2 separate regions of the Pan troglodytes genome follow, and region 1 is linked to region 2. A link is a contact called in public Hi-C data. All regions are on one chromosome and are shown on one strand. Each heading gives the region's core, a stretch centred on a gene start, on an enhancer-like site or on the middle of the called end of the contact. The rest is flanking DNA. Distances are from core to core; before and after follow the strand shown.

Region 1 (5,051 bases), core at 462-2,961, 150 kb before region 2:
AACATTAGAGAAAGCATCTGTCCCCACAATTTAGGGACTCCAACCAATATCTCATGTTAACATTTTAATCCAAAGTGGCTGCAATGATTTACGATAGCCAGGATGGCCAATCTTAGGCTCTGGGATTGACTTGACTTCAAAGTCATCAGAAATCATAGCATCCACCTCTAAGTAACCCTTTGATGAAGTCAGTGAGAGGGGCCTCCCCTGAGTTTAAGGAGCACAATGTGTGACTATTTTTATGCTTGTATATCTGGCAGAATTCTGTCAAAAATGTGCTTCCACTGTAACATCCCACCATTGGCCAGGTTGTGGAGAACGTTTCCCCCCTAATCTCCACAGGCTGCTACTCTTCTAACCAAGGAACCTGACAATTGCTGAACAGGCCAGATTCGCCTAAGCCACTACCCAAGTTCAGAAGAAACTCAGCCTGGCCTTCAGCCAAGAATGCAGCAAAACAGACAGTAGCTCAAGCCTCCAGCCTGGCCCCAGCTGAGCCGACAGCTGCCCAAAAACTTCACCCTGATGGGATTGCTTTGACTTGGAGAAAAGCCACAGGATTTTTGAAGTCCCATCTTGTCTCCACCCAGACTCAATAAGAGAAACTGTAGCCACACCAAGACCAGTTGCTGGGCAATATAAGGGAAAAAAGGAAAAAGACTACTTAATTAAGGAGCTAACTCAGTTATTTATCAGGAAAGCTAAGTGCATGCTGCAGGATAGATAAATATAGACCTTAAATGTAAAATATTACACCGTATCACAACTAAGTTAAAGCTCATAAAGATTAGAAAATTGTTAATTCTCAAATTTCAGGAACATTGCATCATAAAAGAACAAGGAGTGAGAAACTGAAACCGTCAACACAAGGTCCACCAACCCAAATGAACTTCAGATATGAATTAGTTAGCTCTTTCAGTTACCAGTAAATATTTACTGAATGCGTCCAATATACCAGACAGCTCTGAGATAGCATGCAGGAATAACAGTGGTATGGTCTTTTTTTTTTTCCTATTTCCGTAGGAGCTTATGGTTATTAAAAGGAAGGCAGAAACACAAAAAAATAAGTTAGTGGTTAAAGGTTTTTTTTTTTTTCTGCAATACTTTGGTGTCAGAAACAAATATGAGGATTTTCCATACTAACAGTCAATTCTCCAACACAAACTAGGTGGCCTACAACTCAACTCAATTCAATGCTGACATTAACTACCCGGACTCCACAGGTTTAAGGGCTGAGATCCACAACACTGTCCCCACCTCAGGTGCCAATTGCAAGTATTGGGTTTCCAGGTTACCCACACTTCTGTCCAACTCGGCAACAAAGTTCCAGGTTCCCATAAGCCCATTTAATAATGTGCCAGAACAGTGGGCAGAACTCAGGAAAGCAATTTGCTTACTTTTACCAAGATACAACTCAGGAACAGCCAAATGGAGGAGATGCATAGAGCAGGATAGGAAGGGGGCGGCAGGGGTGATGCACAGAACTTCCATGCCCTCTTCAGGTGCGCCACCCTCCCAGCACCTTGGTGAGTCCGCCACCCAGAAGCTCTCTGGATTGTTCAGTAGTGTCTATAGAGCTCAATCTCCAGCACTCACCTCTTCCCTTCCCAAAGTCGGTAGGTGAGGCTGAAAGTTCCAACCCTCTAATCACTTGCTCTTTCTGGTGACCAGCCCCATCCTGAGGCTACCTAGGGGTCCCACTGTAAGTTACCTCCTTAGCATAAACTCAGGTGTGATGGAAAGGGGTTTGTTATGAATAACAAAAGACACTCCCCTCACTCAGAAAATGCCAAGGGTTTTAGTGGCTCCATGCCAGGAACTGGGGACAAAAACCAAATATACTTTTGTATTAATCCACAGGGGTCAAATAAAATATTCAGGGTGGGTTCTGTGGGGGTGCAAAGAAGAACGAGATAATTTTATTGAGGGTGATGAGTTGGAAAAAGCCTCAGACAGGAGGCTGTGACTATGTTTTAAAAGGTAATAGGTGTTCACTGGGCAGACAATGGAAGGAATGGCAAATGGACCAAGAAGAAGGAAATGGCCCAGTGCCGCACACTCGAACTCCTGACCTCATGATCCGCCCGCCTTGGCCTCCCAAAGTGCTGGGATTACAGGCGTGAGCCACCACGCCCAGCTAGCCAGAGGAACTTTTAAAAACTATATCAAATGAGCTGAGTGTGGTGGCTCATGCCTGTAATCCCAGCACTTTGGGAGGCTGAAGCAGGCAGAGCATTTGAGGTCAAGAGTTGGAGACCACCCTGGGCAACACGGTGAATCCCCATCTCTACTAAAAATACAAAAATTAGCCAGGAGTAGTGGCAGGTGCCTGTAATCTCAGTTACTCAGGAGGCTGAGGGAGAAGAATCACTTGAACCCAGGAGGCAGAGGTTCCAGTGAGCAGAGATCACGCCACTATACTCCAGCCTGGGCAACCGAGGAAGACTCTGCTTCAAGGAAAAAAAAAAAAAAAAACTGTCAAATGGCCGGGCACAGTGGCTCACATGGTGGAAGGATGATCACTGAAGGCCAGGAGTTCAAGACCAGCCTGGACAACATACTGAGTCTCCCAACTCTACAAAAAAAAAAGATTTTTTTAAAAATTTTTTTACTTAAAAAAAAAAAAGCTATAACAAATTTTATCACTCTTCTGTTTTCAACCCTCCAAGGATTTTCCATCCCACATTAAATAAACTCCAAACTCTTTACCCTGGTCAGCAAGCCCCTATGATCTTCCCCCTGCCTATTTCTCTGTCATAAAGTAACTATGTTTTTTCCCTTTGTTGGCTCTGTGAAAGATGCAGATACCAGGATGAAATTGCTTTTGTCAGACCCAGGCAAAATAGGGCCAGGAAGAGAAGGTATGAAGGAGAGAAGACTCCCGTTTACACATCTGAGATAAGAACTCTTTCCAAGGACTTTCTAAAAACCCCATAAGAAACCCTTTCACATCCTTTATGCATCTCCTGGTTTGATAAAGTTTATCACTAGACACTCTGAAGGACTGCAGTAATTCAGATAAGATGTTCTCTGAAGAACACTTGCCCAGTAACAGGAGCTCCACCAATAAACTGACAACTCTGGCTTTGAACCTCAGGAACCAATGAACTCTGTTTCTAAGCAGCTTATGTAAATCTCTTTTTGCTAATAAAAGCTCCTCTTATCCCTCCCTCAATGCACTGGTGGTTTGCCATTCCATGCATTCTGAATTATAATCCTTATTTCTTATTCCTGATTAAACTCAACATATTTAGGGATAATTTTCTCATGTCTTTTTTTAGGTTGACAGCTCCATTCTAGCTTAATTGGGCCTCATGACTGTTCCTCAAACGCGCCATGCATTTTCCCATCTCACTGTCTTTGTGCTTACAGTACCCCCAGTTAGCAGTGGAGGACCTTGTCAGTGGTGCAAGAAGTTTGGAGGCAGGATAATGAAGTGGTTGACAGCACAGACTCTGATTTCAGATTTCCTTGGTGCAAGGCCTCGCTCTTCCTCTTATTAGCTGTGAGAAATTATTTAACTTCTCTTTGTCTTGCTTTCCTCGTCTGTAGGATAGAGACGCTAAACAAAAATAGCATTTACATCACAAGGTTATTGAAAAAATCAGATAAGTTAATTCATGCAAAGCATTTAATATAATGTCTGGAACATAACATAGATGTTAGATTACTTCTTTTTCTACAGGTGAAGGTGGAACACATTGAAGAATTTTGTTTCATTGCTGTTGTTGTTTTGGTTTAGTTTTGGCTTTTTAATTCTTTTTAATTTTTTGAAATAGAGTCTCACTCCATTGCCCAGGCTGGAGTGCAGTGGTGCAATCTTGGCTCACTGCAACCTTCGCCTCCCTGGTTCAGGCGATTTTCATGCCTCAGCCTCCCAAGTAGCTGGAACTACAGGCATGCACCACCAGGCCTGGCTAATTTTTGTATTTTTAGTAGAGATGGGGTTTCGCCATGTTGGCCAGGCTGGTCTTGAACTCCTGACCTCAAGTGATCCACCTGCATGGGCCTCCCAAAGTGCTGTGATTACAGGCATGAGCCACTGCGCCTGACCTCTCAATTTTTGATTTTTGTGGGCACATAGTAGGCACATATATTTATGGGGTACATGAGAGTTTTGATATAGGCATGCAATGTGAAATAAGCACGTCATGGAGAATGGGTATCCATTCTCCCAAGCATTCATCCTTTAAGTTACAAACAATCCAAATACACTCTTCTAGTTATTTTTAAATGTACAGTTAAGTTATTATTAACTGTAGTCACATCGTTGTGCTATCAAATAGTATGTCTTATTCATTCTTTCTATTTTTTTTTTTTTTACCCATTAATCATCCCCACCTTTCCCCAGCCCCCCACAACCCTTCCCAGCCTCTGGTAACCATCCTTCTACTCTCTGTGTCCATGAGTTCAATAGTTTTGATTTTTATATCCTACAAATAACTGACAACATGTGATGTTTGTCTTTCTGTGCCTAGCTTATTTCACTCAATGATCTCCAGTTCCATCTATGTTGTTGCAAATGACTGGATCTCATTCTTTCTTTTCTGTGGCTGAATCACACTCCATTGTGTATATGTACCACATTTTCCTTATCAATTAATCTGTTGATGAACACTTAGGCTACTTCCAAATCTTAGCTATAATAAATAGTGCTGCAACAAACATAGGAGTGCAGATACCTCTTCCATATACTGATTTCCTTTCTTTTGGGTATATACCCAACAGTGGGATTGCTGGGTCATATGATAGCTCAATTTTTAGTTTTTTGAGAAACCTCCAAACTGTTCTCCATAGTGGTTGTACTAATTTACATTCCCACCAACAGTATATGAAGTTTCCCTTTTCTCCACATCCTCACCAGCACTTGTTATTGCCTGTTTTTTGGATATAAGCCATTTTAACTTGAGTGAGATGATATCTCATTGTAGTTTTGATTTACATTTCTCTGATGGTCAGTGATGTTGAGCACTTTTTCACGTGCCTGTTTGCCATTTGTATGTCTTCTTTTGAGAAATATCTATCCCAATCTTTTGCCCACTTTTTATTGA
Region 2 (5,318 bases), core at 2-2,501:
TTATTTATTTGTTTATTTTTGAGATGGAGTCTCCTTCTGTCTCCAAGCTGGAAGTGCAGTGGCGCGACCTCAACACTCCAAGCTCTGCGGCGCTCCACCAAACCCTGCAAGCCCTGCCTGTCAGGTTCAAGTGATTTTCCTGCCTCAGCCTCCCGAGTAGCTGGGACTACAGGCTACAGGCATGCGCCACCATGCCCAGCTAATTTTTGTATTTTCAGTAGTGACGGGGTTTCACCATGTTGGCCAGGATGGTCTCCATCTCTTGACCTTGTGATCCACCAGCCTCAGCCTCCCAAAGTGCTGGGATTACAGGCGTGAGCCACCGTGCCCAGCCAGAAAACCTGCATTTTAAAACACGAGGACCATGTGAGCCTGTAGTTGCTGGTGGCCACCTTACCCCACATGAAGAGAATGAACCCAAAGAATGCTGAGAATGAACCCAAAGAAACCTAGAGGATCTCAGCACTTTGGGAGGCTGAGGTGGGAGGATCCCTTGAGCCCAGGAGTTCAAGACCAGCCTGGACAACATGGTGAGATCCCCATCTCTACAAAAAAGTAAAATAAATTTAGCCGGGTGTGGTGTACATGCCTGTGGTCCCAGCTACTCAGGAGGCTGAGGTGGGAGTGACACTGAAATGCTGGAAAGGGAAGAGCGTGGCCGCTTTAAATGATATGGAAAAGGGGAAAGGAAGTGCTGGGTAGAGGAGAGTTGTGGTCCCTGGCTAGGGCTCCACCCCCACGGACCTAGGTAAGGACAGGCATTTTTCTGCCCAAATGTTGCATTCCCCAAGACTACCCTGGCCTGCCACGCCCACATCTTGGGCCTATAAAAACCCATGACCCCCTAGAGGGCAGACACAGAAGCGGCTGGAAGTCGGGAGGAATACATTGGAGGAAAAAGACAAGCAGCTGGTCTTTGAGACCCGAGAGCCCACCACCCGGCAGGAAGGCAGGCAGACCGGCCATGAATCAGCAGAATGATGCGGAGTTTGGATGGGGCCGTTGGAAGGGAGCTGGGGCCACTGAGCAGCCAAACTCCAGGGGAAAACCATCTCCCTTCTGGCTCCCCCATTGGCTGAAAGCTACTTCTACTCAGTAAAACTTTGCACTTATTCTCCAAGCTCACCTGTGATCTGAATCTTCCAGTACACCAAGGCAAGAACCCGGGATACAGAAAACCCTCTGTCCTTGGGACAAGGTAGAGGGTCTAATTGAGCTGTTTAACACAAACCGCCTGTAGAGGGCAAACTAAAAGACCCTGTAACACACGTCCACTGGGACTTCAGGAGCTGTAAACATTCACCCCTAGACACTGCAGTGGGGTTGGAGCCCCACAGCCTGCCCGTCTGTATGCTCCCCTAAAGATTTGAGCAGCGAGGCACTGGAGAACCGAGCCACTCCACAGGTCGCACACCCTGCGAGGGGGACAGGAGAACCTTTCCCGTTTCAGGAGGATCGCTTGAGCCCAGGACTTCAAGGCTGCAGTGAGCCATGATTGTGCCACTGCACTCTAGCCTGGGTGACAGAGTGAGACCCCGTCAAGAAAGAAAAGAGAGGGGAGGGAGGGAGGGAGAGATGGAGGGAAAGGAAGGAAAAGGAATGAAGGGAAGGAAAGAACACAGAAGAGACAGTGTCCTAATGGAGTCATTTCAGTTTCTACCAATCCCAGATGCCTTAGCTACATGAATAAGTACATTTTTTGGGCGGGGGAGTAGGCTTAAACTATTTTGAGTTGGATTGTCTATCCCTAGCACCCTGACTGGGGTGCAGACGGTCTGTGTGGACTACCCAGGCGCTGCGCTGTGGTCAGACTCAGCCCCCAGGAGTGCTGTGGGACCGTCCTGACTGTGCCTCACCGGCAAAGAAAGGACTGGGCTGTTGCGGGCAGGAGGCCCTGGGGGGAGCGTCCACTCAGGTGCCGGTTGGGAGAGTAGCTCTCTGCACTGTCTCCTCACCTTAAAGGGAAGCATTCAGGCTGGATGTTCCCATGGGCTCTCCCCTGTTCTTTTCCCCAATTTTCTGCAAGTTTTTGTTTCAAAGTAAAAATAATACTAAAATAGAGCACTTACTACAAGTCGGGCACTGTGCTGAGATTCATACACAGGGATTCCTTGGAGCCTCATAACAACTCTGTGAGGGGTGATGGCCGTCCGGTTGCACAGATAGGGAGCCAGAGGCACCCATGGATGGAGGCCCAGCCTGCCTGGTGATCCTGCCGATGGGCGCTGCAGAGCTGCTCGGCGTCCCTCTCCAGCGCTTCCATCTGCGGGAAATTCACCTGTAGTCTCATCCAAATCCTCATTTTCCTTCTTCCAGTCCTTCCTTCAGTCTTAACTCTCCCAGGCTTAATCATTAAAGAAAGCCTTTTTAGACTGTCCTCGAGAGTGTTAGCTTGTTATTTAAAACAGTTTCTTCTAAGTTCCCTCCCACATTCCCCCTCATGGAATTCCAAACTGGGCATATGGTAGGGGAGGTTCATGCTGGGGAACAGGTCAGGCAGAGGACCACGGCAAGGGCGAGCAGTGGCACCTTACAGTGTTCCCAAAGGCCAGGCAGCAGGGCCTTGGGACAAGACAGCACCGGGAGGGCGGGGCTAGACTCTGGAATGATGCTGGGGCAGAACGACTTGAAGACCCAGGTGTCGGGGTTGCATCTGTCTCCCATTTGTGAATAGTCCTGTGATGGGTGTTCTTTTCATCCTCCCCTCAATCGCATGTAGTTTTCCTTCCCCACCATCAAGACCACCAGCAGGCCGAGGCGGGAGGCTTGCACAAGACCAGGAGGTTGAGGCTGCAGTAAGCTGTGATCGCACCACTGCACTCCAGTTCATTAGATGCCATTTTTCTAACGTTCTTGTCCCCCAGCATGTCCAAAAATACATTCTCCTGGCAAGCCCCCTGCACTTTGACTCTCACCATGAAATTCCTTCCCGTTCCCATAATGATGTATCCTTAACATGTTGAGGGGTGGAGAGCCTCCCTCCTGAGTCACAGGTCCTTTGATCCCATTCACATGCAGACTTCTAGGGCACTTCCCTTTCAAAACCGTTGAATTTTTAGGAAACTGAAACCCAGAGAGACTTAAGATCCGTGTACCTCACTTTTCTCAGTTGTAAAACAGTGATAATATCCCCCCAAAGACTCTGAGAATTAAATGAGTAATGACATGTAAAGTACTTAGAATAGTGCCTGGCACAGGTTAGTGCTAGGTGTGAGCTGTTGTTGCCTTTAATTATTTTTGTTTCTCCTGGGCCTGGCTCTAGAATTTCCCCTTTGGCTCCTGATGCTGGGGGCTCCCCCAGCCTTTCAGTAACAGGGGCTGTTGGGGAGCTGAGCCTGGGTGCGGGGTGAGGACTGAGGAACAACTTTCCCAGCGATTCTCTGGGAGGTGCTCCCTGAGCAACGGGGACTGCTGTCCCCTAGGCCCCTGAAGGGGACGGGGTCCAGGAGGCCTGAGGCCCGCAGGGTCAGGTGGGGCCTCTGTCCTGGGGAGGCAGACTCCCCCACCTGCGGATTCTGGGTGGGTGAGGTCCTGGCGTGGTCCCTCTGCAAGACCGAGGCTCTTGAGGCCGTAAATCGACAGCGGTCACAGTGAGAGGTGACAGCATGCTGGCAGCCCTCACAGCCCTTGCTCACACTCGGCGCCTCCTCTGCCTGGGCACCCACTCTGGCGGCACTTGAGGAGCCCTTCAGCCTGCCGCTCCACTGTGGGAACCCCTTCCTGGGCTGGCTGAGGCCAGAGCCGGCTCCCTCAGCTTGCAGGGAGGTGTGGCCGGAAAGGCACGGGCGGGAACCAGGGCTGCAGGCGGCGCTTGCAGACCAGCGTGAGTTCTGGGTGGGCGTGGGCTCAGCGGGCCCCGCACTCCGAGCGGCCTGCGGGCCCTTCTGGCCTGGGCAGTGAGGGGCTTAGCACCTGGGCCAGCAGCTGCTGTGCTCAATTTCTCGCCAGGCCTTACCTGCCTCCCCACCGGGCAGGGCTCGGGACCTGCAGGCCGCCATACCTGAGCCTTCCCCCGCCCTGCCGCCATGGGCTCCTGCGTGGCCCAAGCCTCCCCTACGAGTGCCGCCCCCTGCTCCAAGGCGCCGGGTCCCATTGACTGTGGAGTGCGGGCATACCGCGCAGGACTGGCAGGCAGCTCCACCTGCAGCCCAGTGCAGGATCCACTGGGTGAAGCCAGCTGGGCTCCTGAGTCTGGTAGGGACTTAGAGAACCTTTATGTCTAGCTAGGAGATTGTAAATACACCAATCAGCACTCTGTATCTAGCTCAAGGTTTGTAAACACACCAATCAGCACCCTGTGTCTAGCTCAGGGTTTGTGAATGCACCAATTGGCACTCTGTATCTAGTTAATCTGGTGGGGACTTGGAGAACCTTTATGTCTAGCTAAGGGATTGTGAATGCACCAATCGGCACTCTGTATCTAGCTCACGGTTTGTAAATGCACCAATCAGCACTCTGTGTCTAGCTCAGGGTTTGTAAATACACCAATCGACACTCTGTATCTAGCTAATCTAGTGGGGACATGGAGAATTTTTGTGTCTAGCTCAGGGATTGTAAACGCACCAATCAGCACCCTGTCAAAAAGGACCAATCACATCTCTGTAAAACAGACCAATTGGCTCTCTGTAAAATGCATCAATCAGCAGGATGTGGGTGTGGCCAGATAAGAGAATAAAAGCAGGCTGCCTGAGCCAAAAGTGGCAACACGCTCCGGTCCCCTTCCACACTGTGGAGGCTTTGTTCTTCCGCTCTTTGCAATAAATCTTGCTACTGCTCACTCTTTGGGTCCACACTGCCTTTATGAGCTGTAACACTCACTGCAAAGGTCTTCAGCTTCACTCCTGAAGCCAGTGAGACCACGAACCCACCGGCAGGAACGAACAACTCCAGACGCACCATCTTAAGAGCTGTAACACTCACTGCGAAGGTCTGCAGCTTCACTCCTGAGCCAGCAAGACCACGAACCCACCAGAAGGAAGAAACTCCGAACACATCTGAACATCAGAAGGAACTAACTCCGGACACACCGCCTTTAAGAACTGTAACACTCACCGTGAGGGTCCGCGGCTTCATTCTTGAAGTCAGTGAGAGCAAGAACCCACCAATTCCAGACACATTTTGGCGACCACAAAGGGACTATCGCCTATCGCCAAGTGGTGAGACTATCGCCGAGTGGTGAGACCATCGCCTATCGCCTATCGCTGAGCAGCAAGGACTCCGCACCTTCTTAGGGGAAGAGTGTTGTTTTTACACTAACCAGTCAGGGATAGTACGATTTGCCGCCTGGCGTTTACAAGAAAAGGCTTCTGAAATCAGAC

Evidence for each region. A called contact is a pair of places that touch in the nucleus more often than the background predicts.
Region 1: a Hi-C map of induced pluripotent stem cells shows a contact between it and region 2, with 2.5 times the contacts expected there. The contact joins two enhancer-like sites. A contact is called at or near these places in 2 of 7 Hi-C or Micro-C datasets (both in induced pluripotent stem cells).

Annotation. Positions count from the first base shown.
Region 1 is chr17:61,319,546-61,324,596 of NHGRI_mPanTro3-v2.0_pri, reverse strand. No RefSeq gene overlaps it. Among named protein-coding and RNA genes, the nearest start is that of MEX3C, 71 kb to the right of the region's middle. Within about 2 kb of position 1,711, at least 2 of the 24 cell types and tissues checked have an H3K27ac peak or open chromatin away from gene starts, as enhancers often do. A contact at or near this core is called in induced pluripotent stem cells, where this site is marked.
Region 2 is chr17:61,172,959-61,178,276 of NHGRI_mPanTro3-v2.0_pri, reverse strand. No RefSeq gene overlaps it. Among named protein-coding and RNA genes, the nearest start is that of MEX3C, 75 kb to the left of the region's middle. Within about 2 kb of position 1,251, at least 1 of the 24 cell types and tissues checked has an H3K27ac peak or open chromatin away from gene starts, as enhancers often do. A contact at or near this core is called in induced pluripotent stem cells, where this site is marked.